Linked DNA regions of Neogale vison: region 2 is linked to region 1. The links are chromatin contacts, called in public Hi-C maps. All regions are on one chromosome and are shown on one strand. The core of a region is the stretch at or near the end of the contact, and the rest is flanking DNA. Distances in the headings are between cores, read along the strand shown. Region 1 holds the start of TRABD2B (metalloprotease TIKI2). Region 2 has its middle 54 kb from the start of SLC5A9.

What was found. Hi-C and Micro-C count contacts between places; a contact is called where the count stands out from the background.
Region 2: a Hi-C map of fibroblasts shows a contact between it and region 1, with 5 times the contacts expected there. The contact joins the enhancer-like site here to the promoter of TRABD2B in region 1. A contact is called at or near these places in 2 of 3 Hi-C or Micro-C datasets (fibroblasts and tongue).

The regions. Positions count from the first base shown.
Region 1 is chr2:37,979,486-37,986,937 of ASM_NN_V1, reverse strand. TRABD2B (metalloprotease TIKI2) reads left to right here and starts at 4,728. Exons shown (of 7, transcript XM_044238186.1): 1 at 4,728-4,829; 2 at 6,851-7,411. The coding sequence starts at 4,728.
Region 2 is chr2:38,045,172-38,052,623 of ASM_NN_V1, reverse strand. No RefSeq gene overlaps it. Among named protein-coding and RNA genes, the nearest start is that of SLC5A9, 54 kb to the left of the region's middle. Within about 2 kb of position 4,178, the one cell type or tissue checked has open chromatin away from gene starts, as enhancers often do. A contact at or near this core is called in fibroblasts, where this site is marked.

The sequences.
Region 1 (7,452 bases), core at 3,479-5,978:
AATATATATATATTTATTTGGTTTTCATTTATCTTACCTTCTTACAAAGAACTTTGCTGATTTCTTCTCTCTGAAGTCTGACTTTCTCAACAAAATTGCTCCCCTAACATATACACACACCCCATGTGTCTCCCAAATCACATGATTTGCATCTCTTATCTCCCTCCCTGGATGGCAAGTTCTGTGAGGACAACATGTGGGCTGATTCCTTCCTGTTCTCCACACCTCCCCTGAGCTGGACCACAGGTGGGGTTTTTTTTTTTTAAATTATTCTTTTTAAGTTGTTTTTGTTTTGCTTTGCTGTTTGTTTGTTTTATGAGGCTATCTTGTATAGAGACTACGGTCCATATCCTGCAATCCTGTGTCTACTTCCGCACTTCTATGAGGGAATGCCCTTTTCTGAATCATCTCAGTATCTGATATTTTCTAGTTCTTTCCATCCCTCTAGACTGTCTTCAGCACTGTTGATGCTGCAGGGTCCTGGAATCTGCTCTCCTTCCCCCACCCTCCCTGCTCCCAAAGCAGTCCTGTCTTTCAGTCATCAGCAGTTAACTTCCGGACAAGGAAGGCTGGGCTGAAGAAGCCAGAGCTCGGGGTGAGTGAGAGATGGGCACATCTGGAATAGGGGCTGAACTAGAAGTCAGGCCCGGCGGGGCCCATCTGAAAACACCAGTGGGGCCAGCAACCCAAGCAATGGCCAGCCAAGAGGGCAGCCATCGGGCCCAGAGCAAAGTGCCTCCTTTGGGTCAGCTGAACAGGGAGCCCCTCGTTTCCTTCCCTGAGGGATGCCCTTTGGCAGGACCCGGGGCTCCTGGATCTGCTTAAGAGGCAGATTTTGTTGGTTTAGTTACGCTACAAGGCTTCTGTGTCTGCCCGGGCTGTTACAGCCTACAGATTCCTGGTACCCATCTGATTGAACAACTTCATTAAACTGCAATAAAAGGAAAGTGGACCGGATGTGCACTGGAGAGGAGGCAGGTGGCTGAGTCTGGCGCCTGCTTCCTGAGCCCAGTGCCTTTCCCATCCTGCCTACAGGCCCCAGGGCAGGCAGTGGTCATGGAGTTCTGAACTCTAGTGTTGGACACAGAAGATTCTTAAGGGCTATTTTCTCCATGAGCCTGCTCATACCAGTGGCAGGGCAACCGAGGTTCAGTGAGGCCAGCCGAACTCTCTGAAGCTTCTCAGGGAGGCATTAGCAGAAGCAACAGTGGATCTCCAGGATTTTAGGACTGCTCATTGGGACTTATCTCACTCCACCAAGTGGGAGGAAAAAATTGTTAGAAAACACTAAGACCCTTGTTCTTGAGGAGCACCCTTTCCTGGAGCCCCAAACTTGTTTGTCCCTTGTTTTTTGGTAACAGCTTTATGGAAATATAATTCACATACCGTACAATTCGTTCATTTAAAGTGTATAATTCAACGGTTTGTAGTATGTCCACAGCGTTGTGCTAACTTCAGCATAATTAATTCTCGACGATTTTCATTATTCCCCAAAGCAACCCAGTACTTTTCACCCCAGGTCCCTCAAGTTCCCTGTTCCTCCTAATCCTACTAATCTACTTGCTGCCTCTATTATTCTCTGCCTCTGGACCTTTTATACGAGTAAATCATATCATTTTTGCCTTTTTGTGACTGGTTTCCTTTATTCGGTGTAACATTTTCAAAACTGATCTGCACAGAAGTGTGTATCAGTACTTCATTTCTTTTTCTGGACAAATAATATTCCAGCATGAGAATATATCACATTTTGTATGGCCACTCATCTATAGATGGACATTTGTGTTGTTTGTCCTGTCTAGTTATCTTCAACAATACTACTATTTTGTGTGGATGAATGTTTTCAACTCTCTTTCCAGCTAGGAATGGAAAAACCTGTTCATTCTTGCATCTTATTAACAATATCCCTAACAACGCTGGTGGAGATCCAAAGTATTGTGCACAGATTGACTTAGAAAAATAGGGCAGGAGGGGCCCCTGGGTGGCTCAGTCAGTTAAGCATCCATCTCTTGATTTCGGCTCAGGTCATGATCTCAGAGCTATGAGATTGAGTCCTGCATCAGACTCTGCACTGAGTGTGGAACCTGCTTAAGGTTCTATCTCTCCGCCCCTCCCCAGCTTAATCTCTCTCCTCTCTCTATCTCTCAAAAAAAAAAAAAAAAATATATATATATATATATATATATATATATATATTTATATTTATAAGGAAGCTGGATGGAGAAAGAGAGGAACAGAGAGGTTAACTCTTCTGGCTCTGGTCACACAGCCATAAGATAGGGCCATGAAGGAAGAAGTCATAGCTGGTACTCATGACAATTAGCCAATGAAACTTTTATAATTTTAGGGGAAAAAGCCTAGGAACATTTTAAAAATCACACACACATTCACAGGCCTCATTGCTTTAATTATATGGGTCCATTTTTAACTTGATCAGGTCCTTTGTTACCCTCTGTCTGCCTTGTGTCTTCTAACTCCCCATGTCACCCTCCCTCTCAGTGGAATGAACTCCTCCCCCCACCTCTCAACTGTTTTACCTCATCCTTACTAAGAGCAGCGGGAGCTCTGGAGCCTCGGGGAGCAGGGATTCTTTAAAGGACTTGTCTTTTGTCACAGCTGCAGTGCTCAGAGCTCTGTGTGTGGGACACATGGAGCCACACTATTCTCTCACACCATCCAGGCACTCTGGCCTGCTCTGCATCTGTCGCCAGATGTGTGCTCGCTGAGAATGAGGTGGGTCTGGATACCTAGTTGTTTGAACCATATGAAATTGCCAACATTAGTTATTTCTGATCTATAAAAACAACAATCTCATTGGTTCAACCTGCAAGTCTCTGGTATCACTGTCCTTCCCTTCCGTGTTCTGGTCCCCAGCATGGCCGGAAGACACAACTTCAGGTCCTGCCTCTGGCCTTCTGTTCCAAGGTCCCTCCCAGGAGTCTTCACTGAGCCTCCAAGCTGTGTTAGGAGACCTTCCTCTCTGTTTGTAATCTGCAGTGTACTTTTGTCTGTCCTGGCACTCATTGCCTGATTTTAACTGCCTCTTTGCATAACTGTCCCTGCCTTTCTCTCTAGGCTATGGGCTCCTGACAATTCTACCTAATCCCATACTTCAGTCTCTTTTGTCAGCATAGGAGGAATTAGTGAAGTTTCATTTAATAGCACTAAGCAAGGGTGCCTGTGACTCAGTTTCCCCACTTGCTGAAAATGGCCCAGAAGCCTGTGCCCTGCCCTTTGGTTATCTCTAAGCTTCATTCACTTCTCAGGAAGAGAAGGTTGGTTTTAAGAACTCTCTCAATTCCTGTGGTGTAAGGTTTGGGAGTATGAATCTTCCCAGTTCCCTGGCCATTTACAGGGATCCTGGGCAGGTCCAAGGAAGTTAATGAGACAAGACTGTTTAAATGGAGGGTGCCAAGGAGTTGTGAGGAAGACTGCTTTGTTGTTTTGTTTTAATTCAGCTAGAGTTTGCAGAGCACCTACTAAGCACATGCCAGTGTTAGCCAGGAGCAGTGTGATACAAAGTTGTAATTACCAGTTTCCCTGGTTTCCCTTTGAGTGCTGCCTTCCCCCCCAGTCTGGGAGTGCCTGCTCACTCCTGCTTCTTTCGCTGTTAACTCCCGCCAGGACCTGCGCATCAAATGCTTAGGGGATGCTGGTCCGCATCCCCGAATTCATCACCCAACCCTGTCCACGGAAAAGCCCACTGAAGTTGGCCGAGCGGAGCCTCGGCCCGGGCGCCCCCTGGTGGCCACGAACGGAAGCTACGGCTGGCGGGGAGCGGGCCAGGGGAAGGGGGAGCGGTGGGGGAGGAGGAGGCACGGGCAGGGGAGGAGAGGAAAAAGTTGCGCTGGGAAGTTTGGAAAGTGGGGAAGTGGCTGCTATGGGCTTCGCCTCCCTCCGCGCGTGTGTGAGGGAGCGAGCGAGGGAGCGAGAGAAGAGCGAGCGAGCGCCTGCCATGCCCATCAGACCCCGCCTCGCTGCGCCCGGGCGCGGAGCTCGCCCCGACTCCCTGCGGCCCGGCCCGGCCCGGCGCGGCCCGGCGCGGCCCCGGCCCCCCGCCCCCCGCGCCGGGTCCTCCCCTCCCCCCGCCCCGGCGGCCCCAGCCCCCCGCCCGGCCCGGCTCCGCGCCGCTCTCCCGCCCTCCTCCCTCCCTCCCTCCCGGCCGCGGAGCAGCATGGCGGAGCCCGGGCAGCGGCCGCGCGGCCGCCCGCCGCCCCTCTGAGCCCGGCTCTGGGGCAGCCGGGCGCCCCAGACCCGGCCCCCGCCCCGCCGCGCCCGCCGCAGCACTTGTCCCACCGCGCGCCCCCTGGAGCGCCGCGCACCCCTGGGACCCTTGCGCGCCAGGCTCCCCGCGTAACCCGGGACCCCGCGCGCCCTGGGAGCCCGGTACCGCCCCGGGACCCCGCGCGCCCCTGGACCGCGACGCAGCTCCGGGACGTCGGCGCGCTCTGGGACCCGCGCGCTCTCAGAACCCCGGACTCAGCCAACGGGGCTGCGCGCCTGGGGAGGGGCCCCGCCTCAGAGGGTCCCCCTCTTCCAGCAGACGGAGCCCCGCCCCAGAGGGACCCCCAGGTCCGGCAGGGACACCCAGCCCCGCCCCAGAGGGCTCCCAGCATCCCGTCGCTGGAGCCCCGCGTCCCGGAGGAACCTCCGTGCCCAGCTGGGGGCTCCCCGCCCCGCCGAGGGGGCGCCGCCCAGGAGGGTCCCCGCGCCCCGCGGGCCCCGGCAGGATGCACGCCGCCCTGGCGGGGCCGCTGCTCGCCGCCCTCCTCGCCACCGCCCGCGCCCGCCCGCAGCCCCCGGACGGAGGACAGTGCCGGCCGCCCGGATCGGTGAGCGAGCGCCTGCCCAGCCACTCTCCCGGCTGCCCAGCCACTCCAACCCGTGGGGACGAGGGCTGGGGGGTCCTGTCCCCGCACCCACCTCAGCCCACCCGCTCCATCTCCGCTCGCCGGGCGCTGCCTCGGACGCCTTTCCCCGGCTCCTGCCGCCCGGGCTCCAGCTCCGCGCCGGGAGCCGAGATGGGGCGCTCCCTCTCCAGCTCCTTCTCCACACGCTGACGCTCTCGGGCTCTCCTCGACTTTCGCTCCTGGTCCTGCTTGGACGTTTCCTCCCTCTACCCCTTTGACTTGCTTCTTTCTTACTTTATCCTGTCTTTACCCTTCTGCTTGCTCTCTGCCTACTTCTGACCCTGTTTCTACCATCCCTTGTCCTTTTCTGTTCTGACTTCCATCAGACCTTTCCTCTCCAATTTCCACTCTGTCCCTCTCACAGGCTTCCCTTTCCCCCGTTCCTCCCACTCTAACCTAAGGCAAACTTTCTCTCTGGTGCTGGTTCCCATCTCTCTCCCTCTCCAGTCCAGGGCCCAGCACCCAGTCTCCCAACTGCCCCCATTTCACTAAAAGGAGGAAGATTCCAGAGGAGAGGAAAAGGAAGTGCCAGGGCATGCTGGCCTAATATCTCCTTGGGAGCTGAGTAATTACTGGTTCTTCTAAATTTTCCTTCTCAACTACAGAATCCCCTGATTTCTCTCAGTCTCCCTCCCTCCAGGTGTAAATTGATGCATTGAAAATAACACTTATTTGGAGGCCAGGGAACAGGAAAAGGCTTTGTAGGGTCCTTGCTCACCGCTGGGTTAGCAGGGAGTTAGTTGACCTTGGGCAAGGTGCGCCTCCAGGGTCCTGATTTTTGCAGGAACTGGGAGGTCGGTGGCCAGCTGGGAGCTCGGGGCGAGTCTAGCTCCTGTATGCTAGGATTCACGATTTTTAGTTGTTAGTAAAATAAGGTAATGATCTCCCACCCACCTTGTCACACAGTTTTCATTTGTGCTGGAATCAGGCAGAAACATTTTATAGGTTGACCTCGGGCTGCAGGTGGTCAGTAGCCCATCCAGGGGCTTTTCTGGTTGGAAAATGACTTTGCCTGGGAGAAATGATAGTCTCTTTCTCGTGCGCTTTAAGTCCTGGTCCAGTGCTAGATCTGGAGAAAGGACCTCTGTGTCCATGCCCCTCCTCACCCCCCACAAACACTTCTCAGAGCTTCAGATCTTAGAAGATGACAGAGTTGGAGTTGAGGCCAGGAATAGAGTTTTAGGGGAGGAGTCCGAAGCCCCAGGGTATGTACATTTCTTGGGACTAAGTCCGAGTATTTAGCCTGCAGCTTTTAAAGTGCTTTCTCATCTGTGGTGGAGCCAAGTAGCATACACTCCAGGCCTTCCCTCTGACTAGAACGCCGGATCCGCCCCGGTGAATGGGAAGTAGCTGTTTAAATAGGTGTGCTATTTTTAATAGGTGTTCTGCTTTCAAAGTGCTCTTGGCATGTATCTTCTAATGGCTGGATTTAAAAGTTATATGACTTCCTCCCTTCTTGCCAGAGCAGGACTCTTGGTCCCCCTCTCCCCCACCCTCCACACGCAACACCACCGGGGAAGGTTTGGCTTGGCCGGGCACGAATGTTCTCAGGTGCTGCGGCGGTCCTTGGCCCTCACAGGGAAAGCTAATCGGAACGAGAGCTTCCTTTGGTGCGTGCCTCCTCTGTGCCTGGCGCTGCTCTTAGGGCTCACTAACGGGTGTTTTATCTTGTCACCTTCCCCTGAGGTGCTGCTCTCACCCCCATTTCACAGATGGGGAAACTGAGTCTGTGGGAAGAGGAACACTGTGCTTAAGATCATGCAGCTAAGACAGGGCAAAGGCGGCATTTGAATGTGGGTCTTTCTGCTTCCGAAGTCCTTGCTCTTGCCCTGAGCCCTCGTGGGCCTCTGCCTCCCCACCCACCCCTACCCACGTCTCCCTGGGCTACCCCAGGTTTCCTGCACTGCCTGCAGCCTCACTGCCTGCCTTCTCTCCCACTGCAGCAGAGGGAGCTGAACTCCTTCCTGTGGACGATCCGGCGCGACCCCCCGGCGTACCTTTTTGGCACCATCCACGTGCCCTACACGCGCGTGTGGGACTTCATCCCAGACAACTCCAAGGCAGCCTTTCAGGCCAGCGCTCGCGTCTACTTTGAGCTGGACCTGACCGACCCCTATACCATCTCGGCGCTGGCCAGCTGCCAGCTGCTCCCGCACGGCGAGAACCTGCAGGACGTGCTGCCGCGGGAGCTCTACTGGCGCCTGAAGCGCCACCTGGACTACGTGAAGCTGATGATGCCCTCGTGGATGACGCCGGCGCAGCGGGGCAAGGGGCTCTATGCCGACTACCTGTTCAACGCCATCGCGGGCAACTGGGAGCGCAAGAGACCCGTGTGGGTGATGCTCATGGTCAACTCGCTGACGGAGACGGACGTGCGCTCCCGCGGCGTGCCCGTGCTGGATCTCTACCTGGCCCAGCAGGCCGAGAGGATGAAGAAGAGCACCGGGGCCGTGGAGCGGGTGGAGGAGCAGTGCCACCCTCTTAATGGGCTCAACTTCTCCCAGGTAGGCGCTTGGCTGAACCGGGCAGCCCTGCTGTCCTTCTC
Region 2 (7,452 bases), core at 2,929-5,428, 66 kb before region 1:
AGTAATGGATCTCATTCAAGTTTTCATCAAAAGGGGTGGATGAGAGTTAGCCCTGCAGGAGGGCTAGTGAAAGTCATTTCTTCGGTATACCCCATGAGTCTCACCTGTTCAAGGTCATACCTACAGGACATGACATATTGCATCCCTTGCACACAGCTAGACTTGAGTACACCTGGATTTGCTTCCACCATTTCTTTAGGCCTGGTTGATCAGCACAATGGGCAATGTTAATCAGCGAAGGTATCTTTAGCCAGCTACTGTGTATCTGACCTGTGTTTCCTATCTGACCCAGAAGCAGGAATAGGAAGAGAAGGTCCAGTCTTAAACCTTAGAGTTATCCCTTAAACCCCTTAGGGATATCCAGATGGGATGACAGAGACCCAGAGAGGGGCATTGGCTTTCCAAATCCATTGTAAAACTAGATGTGGAACCTGGTTCTGTTTCTTTCTTCTTTTATACCTGTACCATTCAGGCAGCCTCCTCCTAGAAATCTAAGACAAAGTGGAGTAAAGTGCTAGATTGGATAATTTGATGGTTTCTACCATTTATTGAGTACCTACTATGTATCAGATCCCTTATGAATGTTAATCCTGATTCTGACAATAACCCACCAAGGTAGGGCATCAGTAGCCTTTACACAGATGAGAAAACTGAGGTCCATGAGGTTAAGTGACTTGTCCATAGTCACATGATCATTAAGGAGTGGAACTGGAATTCAAATAAGTCAGTCTGACTTCAAAGTTAGTGGTTTTATTATACAACCTTACTGCCTCTCTTGAAGGCTGCCGGAATCAGAAAAGAGAAGGATCATCAGATCTATGGTCAGACTGGGTCCTCAGAGCCCCAAACAGGGCCCAAGCCATCCCACAGTGCCATCTTTATGGAAAAGAACCAGTCCAGACTGACCCAGAAACTCATCAACCATCCCAAAACCAAGACCATTGGCATAGGTTTACACTTTACCAGTTCTTTCCAAGAAACAAAAAGTAATGCAAATTTTTAAAAATTCATTAAGCAGGGGCCCTGGATGGCAAAGTTGGTTGGACACCTGACTCTTGGTTTTGGCTCGGGTCTGGTCTCAGGGTTGCGGGATTGAGCCCTGCAGTGGGCTCCATACTTGGCGTGCAGAGTCTGTTTGGGCTTCTTTCTCCCTCTCTGCTCCTCCCTCTCATGCTGTCTCTCTCTCTCCCCCGCCCCTTTCAAATAAATAAATAATTAATTTTTTTAAAAAAATCATAAAGCGGTGTGAATAATTTTTTAATTAGTTGGCAAATCATGTGCCTGAGGGTGCTTCATCCTCTGAAGTGGATATTAACTTTATTAACATTTATTTCTCTTGAAAGTTAAGTTGGTTCTTTGTGAAGGTGGGTGCGTGAGAGTGTGGTAAGTTTCATTTCATTTGCCAGGAATCTTGGCTGAGGTTTACAGAGAAAGTTACTTTCAGATTTTTCTTCTGACGGTGAACTTGGCCTCCCTCACTCCCTGGTGAAACCCAACTCTTTGGAGGCGGAAACAGGGAATAAAAAATAAAAAAATAAAAAAAATTAAAGAAATAAATTAGAGGGGGAAACAACTGCAGAATAAATAATCCTCTTAAAAGAGTCACTGGCAGACACAATGGAGAGGGTCCCAGACAGGGGTAGTGTGGTTCTGGTTGGGTGAGTCACGTACTTGTTGGCTTTCTGACCTTGCACAGATGGCCTACCCTCTCCCAGTCTCTTGTCTCCCTGGCTGTGACAAGGCGAGATAATCCCTGCTCTGAGGCCCCACTCGGGTTCGGGTGGGATATCATCTGATAAAGTGATTTGACTTTTCAAAGCACAGTCCACACTGAAAGCTATGGAGATCCCTGACACCTGGACTAAGGTCCTGGGGATCTATCCCTGGAGCCAACCTGACATCAGCAAGGGAAGCTTCAGGGTGGAAAAGGGTCTCTCTGAGCTGAATTCCAGAAAGGGCCCCTGAAGGAGAGCTATGGCGTGGGAATGTGGGTGGGAGTGAATGTGCTGTGTGTGTCTAACACAGGTCAACCTGCACCGGCGCCCCTCAGTGTGTACCTCTGATGGCTTGTATATACACGGGCGAATGTGAATTCCTGAAACAGTATTGGGGCAGATGGGAATATCTATTCATTCCGTAGGTGAGTTTTGAGGATTCAATAGGTGCTCTGTTCTAAGTACTGGGGATCCAAGTGAGAAACAAGATACACTAATTTCTGCATGGGGCCAAGAATGTGTATTAGCAAGTTTGAGTCCTTATGTATATGAGGGAGTATTCATGAGTATGTGAGGATGTGTGTGTGAACACACACATCCGTGTATATGAGGAAGTGTGCATTTGTGTGAGTCTGCTTATGAGTGGGAGTCTGTGTTTGTATGTGTGTGTGTGTGTGTGTGGTGGGAAAGAGAGAAAGAATTCTTGGCCACCCTAGAGGGTATCAAATTTTGTTAAAACACCAGAAGGCTTGAAAGGCCCTGTGATATCATCTCATCCATTCCTTGACGTCTAAGATAGAGAATCTGAGGCCCAGAGAAAGGAAGCAGTGTGTAGAAGGTCAGCCAGCAGCAAAACAAGTACCAGAATACACATCTGCTAACTCTGAGCGCAAGGGTCTTCCCCACTGAAGATGTGTGAAAATGCAAATGTAATTTAATCGAGGGGCTGTAGGGAAGAACCTGGGGGACTGAGCAGAAACATAGACCAGGCAGAGTATGGAGGGGAGGGATGGGTAAGGAGGCAGGTGTACCTGTCCATGTGAGGGGGATGAGGCCTGCTTTAGGGAGAGGCGAAGAAAGGAGAGAACAGACAGGAGGCTTGTGGCCTGGAATCAGTGGCCTTTGCACCCGTTAGGATGTGGAGGGTAGGTTTTCATTCTTTGGATGGTTTTCATCATGAGACACTTTCCCTTGAACCTGGAAACTGGCAGGAACCTGGGAGTTCATACAAGCATCTCATTAAAACCTCCCAACAGCCCCATGAAGTGGGCTTTTTTTTGTCCATGCTGACAATGACACAACTATGGCTCAGAATGGGGAGGTCACCGAAGAGTGAAATAGAGAACTCGCCTTGTTTTCCTAAGCCTGGTGTCCGATTTATCTGTCATAAGACTCTCTGGCTCTGTCACTCTTTCTAGATATTTCCTTCCCTTACCTCTATTCCCATTTCCTCAAATTGCTGACTGAAGTCAGGACACCAGAATCTGACTTCCACACTGCCAAACTTTCCTGAGATTCCCACTGCCAGCCCCTGTGGAGGCCCTGGGTGAAGATCAGAGCAGCCAGAACCTGAACACCCCACCCCCTCCTGAACTGGGAGTTCCCAAACTGGTCACTCTGATGGCTTGGGGCTATGCCAACTCCAACACTATCTTTGCCTTCCTCACCAGGTTGGTTGCCAAGACCCCAACGTGCCTTTGCTCAAGCTGATCCAATTTACTACACTGGAGCTGATTTCTCCTGACTTTCTGTTCTGAGTCTAACCTCACTCCACCCTAATCCCTGAAACTAATCCCTGGCCCCACTTGAGAGTGAAAATAGCCTTCTCCCCCAAGTGCACGGACATCGAGACACCACAGGTACTTCCTTCCTGACCAGAAATGCCGTCAGAGAACCCAGTAAGGGCCTGGTCTGCTGCTCTCATCAAGGTCCCCCCAGCATCCCCTCCAAAAACATAGCTGGAGAAAACACACCCAAGAAAGTTGTCCGGAAGTAACCAGTCGTCCAAATTATTTACTGTGCCCTGGAACATAGCCAGCTAGAGGCTGGTCATGCAGACACTGGGAAAATATTTATGTGGGTCCTGATGGATGCTTGGCCAGTGAAGACTGCCCACTGTCGTCTTTCTTTCTGCTGATAAGGCAAAGCTACACATGTCAGACAGCTCTTAGCAGGGCCTGGCGGCAGGGGTCTGGCATTGGATCCAAGTGAGGTTAATGCCTATACCCTAAGGACTTGCTTTCAGTCCTTTCTCTGCCACCAACTAGTTCATACCCTCCCTGGGCCTCAGCTTCTCCATCTGTAACATCATGGAGTAAACCAGATGACTCTAATGTCTCTGGGATCCCACAAGATTGCGACTCAGGAAGAATCAGATCTATTTTCCAGATCTGCCATCACGATGCCATTGGCTCATCACAGAGCTATTTTTCTTGGCATCCTGGAAACGTTCCTGAAATTCCAACATCCAAGAATTTCTCTTTCCACTGATCCAGTTTCTGCAACCATGTGGGAGAACTCCATCTGGAGGAGGAAGATCTGAGCTTAAAATAAAAGAGTAAAATGGAAGAGGGGAAATTGAGTTCAAGCGGTGTTTATCATGCATCCAATATTTGCAAAGCTTGATGAGGACAGAGATGTGCCCCCAGGTCCTGTTCTTTAAGTGAAGAGCTCACTATAAGGCAGTGGGGAGGGTGGTTCACAGACTCTTCTTTTCCGCAAATGGACCCTCATGTTTCTTCCTTCCCATAAACTTCAGTAGCTCTGTCTGCAACCCTCCCTCGCTGTGCAAATCTGTCATTGTCCGTGTTCATCATGGGCTCATTGCTTCGAGAAGTTTCAACCTCCTCAGCTCCCCTCTACCTTGTGGACAACCTGACCTCATGGGTCCTTCTCTATTTCAGAGTCTACAGCTACTCCCTTCAAAGATCTACTTGAGGTGATAAGATCATGGATATAGATGCAGGACAAAGGTTCAAGAGCCCCCAGGGTTTTTTAAACGCTGTCTCAACTCAGGGATTCCTGTGACTTCTCTGAGACGCTTGATTACATCTTAAGGCCTCCTGCGTACGTCAGTTTCCCTGGATGGGAAACTCAAGAGTAAAGGAGTGAAGAGCTCAGATGTGCCAAGCCAAGGGGGTGTCGAAGGTCAGTTTTCTGTGTGTGGGAGTCAGTTGGTGGGTGGAGAGAAGCAGGACAGGAAGCTAAGGAGGGGACAGTTGTACCACTTGAAGAGCCTCAGGTGCAAGGAAAGGAGGTCCTGACTTTGTATTTCAGGCCCCAGGGATATAACAGTTTTCAAGCAGAGAAGCAAACTGTTGTCATTGAAGATGACTCTGGGGACAAAGAATCCATCCCAGGTACAGGAGCTCCTAACGTCATCAACAATGATAATGGCCGCTTACATGTGATTATCATCTCTATAAATCTCAAAACAAAACTTCCAAGCAAACTGATTTATTCCTAACATCAGTCCTGTGAGTTAGCTGGCCTCATTCCACTTTCACAGAAGAGGAAAGCAAGGCCCAGTGTCACACAGACCTGTCCCCTCTGGGTCCAGGGCTGTTCATCACAACGCACATCTCCGGACACTCTGTCAGTGGTGAGCGTCTACACCGACCTTGGTTTTCTGCCCCAGGTGGGGGGTCTGGACTAGCTGCTCTCCGTGTTACCCAGCCTTGAGACTAGAAAATGCTGTGACCCAGAGGCAGGCCGGCTGCCTCGTGGGGCTGCCGAGCTGAGCCGTGGGTGGTCAGGAATGTTTCAGGACTTCCTGGGACCAGTGTTCCAGGTCGGAGTGTCTGGATTAATGATCCGTCTCCAGGCAGAGCCAGCCGAGGCTCCGACGCCAGGCACAAGGCATCGATTTAGACTTTGCACTTGGAGCTTGCTTTCATCTGGGGCTCTCCGGGTGGGCTGGGCCTAATAATTAACATTCTCTGAGCCCCACAACATGACTGTGCGGGAGAGAAAGGGTCTCTGAGCAGGTCCCCATCCGTGGTGGGAGTGGAGCATAGAGCACCTCCCCCCACTCCCCCCAACACGCCTAGGCGTGGCTGCTTGGCAGGGGACCATGTCTTCTAGCTAACACTTCAATACTACCTGAAGTTTGTACAGTAAGTGGCTTTGGTCTCATCTTTGGGCTTCACTACATACCTATGGCAAGTCACCACGTAGGGAAGTAGGACTAGGACCATGCACATAGGGAAACTGAGGCTCAGAGAAGGACACGGGATGGCCCAAGGGCAGAGGGATCAGGTTGAAAATTCAACCCTTTCGCCAGCAGTGGTTGGTACATACAGATGTTCAGATGCACTGGCATCTTCCCAGTGCAGGAGCCTGTCTCTTGCAGGGCTGTTTAGAGTTTCCTGGTACTTTGAGGTGACGGAAGGTAAGGGTGTGATAGGATTTTCTATTTTATAGGAGGAATCATTACAAAGGTGCTCTGTCATTCACTCATGCGTTGGTTTCGCCAGGACTTATTATATCCCTAAGATGTTTCAGCCTCTGTGTCAGGTGCTAAGGATAGCAGAAAATAGTCCGACACTTATAGCCTAGGAAAGGCGGGGTGGTGGAGAGTGTGGCAGGGGAGCTTATAGCCTAGGGTAAGGGCGCGGTGGAGAGTGTGGCATGGAGAGGTAGATATGCAAACTCTAAGTCCAGTGAGCTGCCATGGTGCTTTACTAGTAAATCTATTGGAGAGTATAGAGCATTTTGGCCCCCAGTTCCCAGGGAGGGCACGATTGGGTCTTTCCCAAACAGTGAAGCATCCGCAATAGTGGGATGTGATCAAAAAAGGCTTCAGAAGGAAAAAAAAAAACCCCAAAATGGAAACTTAAAAGAGGCTAGATGTTCATCAGGCAAATGGTGGGGGGTAGAAAGAGGGCATTGGATGGGATCATCCCAAGGAAAAGGAAAGAACTGACCCAGGCAAAGAGAGACAGAGAGGCATGGAGTCCCTTAGTCACTGAGAGCAATGGAGTTGGCCAAAGAATAGGCTTTGAGGAAGAGATCGTGGGAGGTGAGGTTGGAGAGATACATGAGGAATCCATCAGAAAGGCCTCCTGAGCCAACGAGAGGGCCTGAACTTTATCCTGAACGATTCAAGTAAGGAGGCAGTGTGGTCAGAACTGCATTTTTGAAGGCTCCTCCTGCTGCAGTGTTGAAGCTTTGCTGAAGGGAAGAGAGATTAAAGCAGACACATCTGGGAGGCAGAAGAGATGGTGGCCTGCTTTTATTGTTTCGTGGCCACTGAGGACACCAGAGACCTTTGTATGGTCTGGAAAAGCCTACGTCCAGAGAATTTTCCTACACACACACACAAAAAGGACTCCCCTTGGTTGTCAGCTTATACCCAAGTTCATAACTGTGGACCCATTCCAGGCTCCTCTGGTCTGAGAAGAAACCACAGCATTCTTCCCTCACTTCCTATAGGGTTCCCCGTACCACTTTACCCATTCTGCAGGTACACGTCTTCCCACAGCGGGTTCCCCACAGCCTCACCACGGCCACCAGCACACAGTGGCAAGGCTCCAAAGCTTCACATCCTCCGTTTCAAGCCTTAGATGATTCTGCCTTCTCTGGCCATTCCCATTCATTCAACATAAGGTCTGGGTTAATTGAGCATCTGTATGTACCAGGCGCTACTAGGCTCCATGGAGGGGGTCTCTGTTCTTCCTTACACGGGGTCCCTATGGTTAAATCCAGACTCCTTAGCCCAGCATTTTAGGGCCTTCTT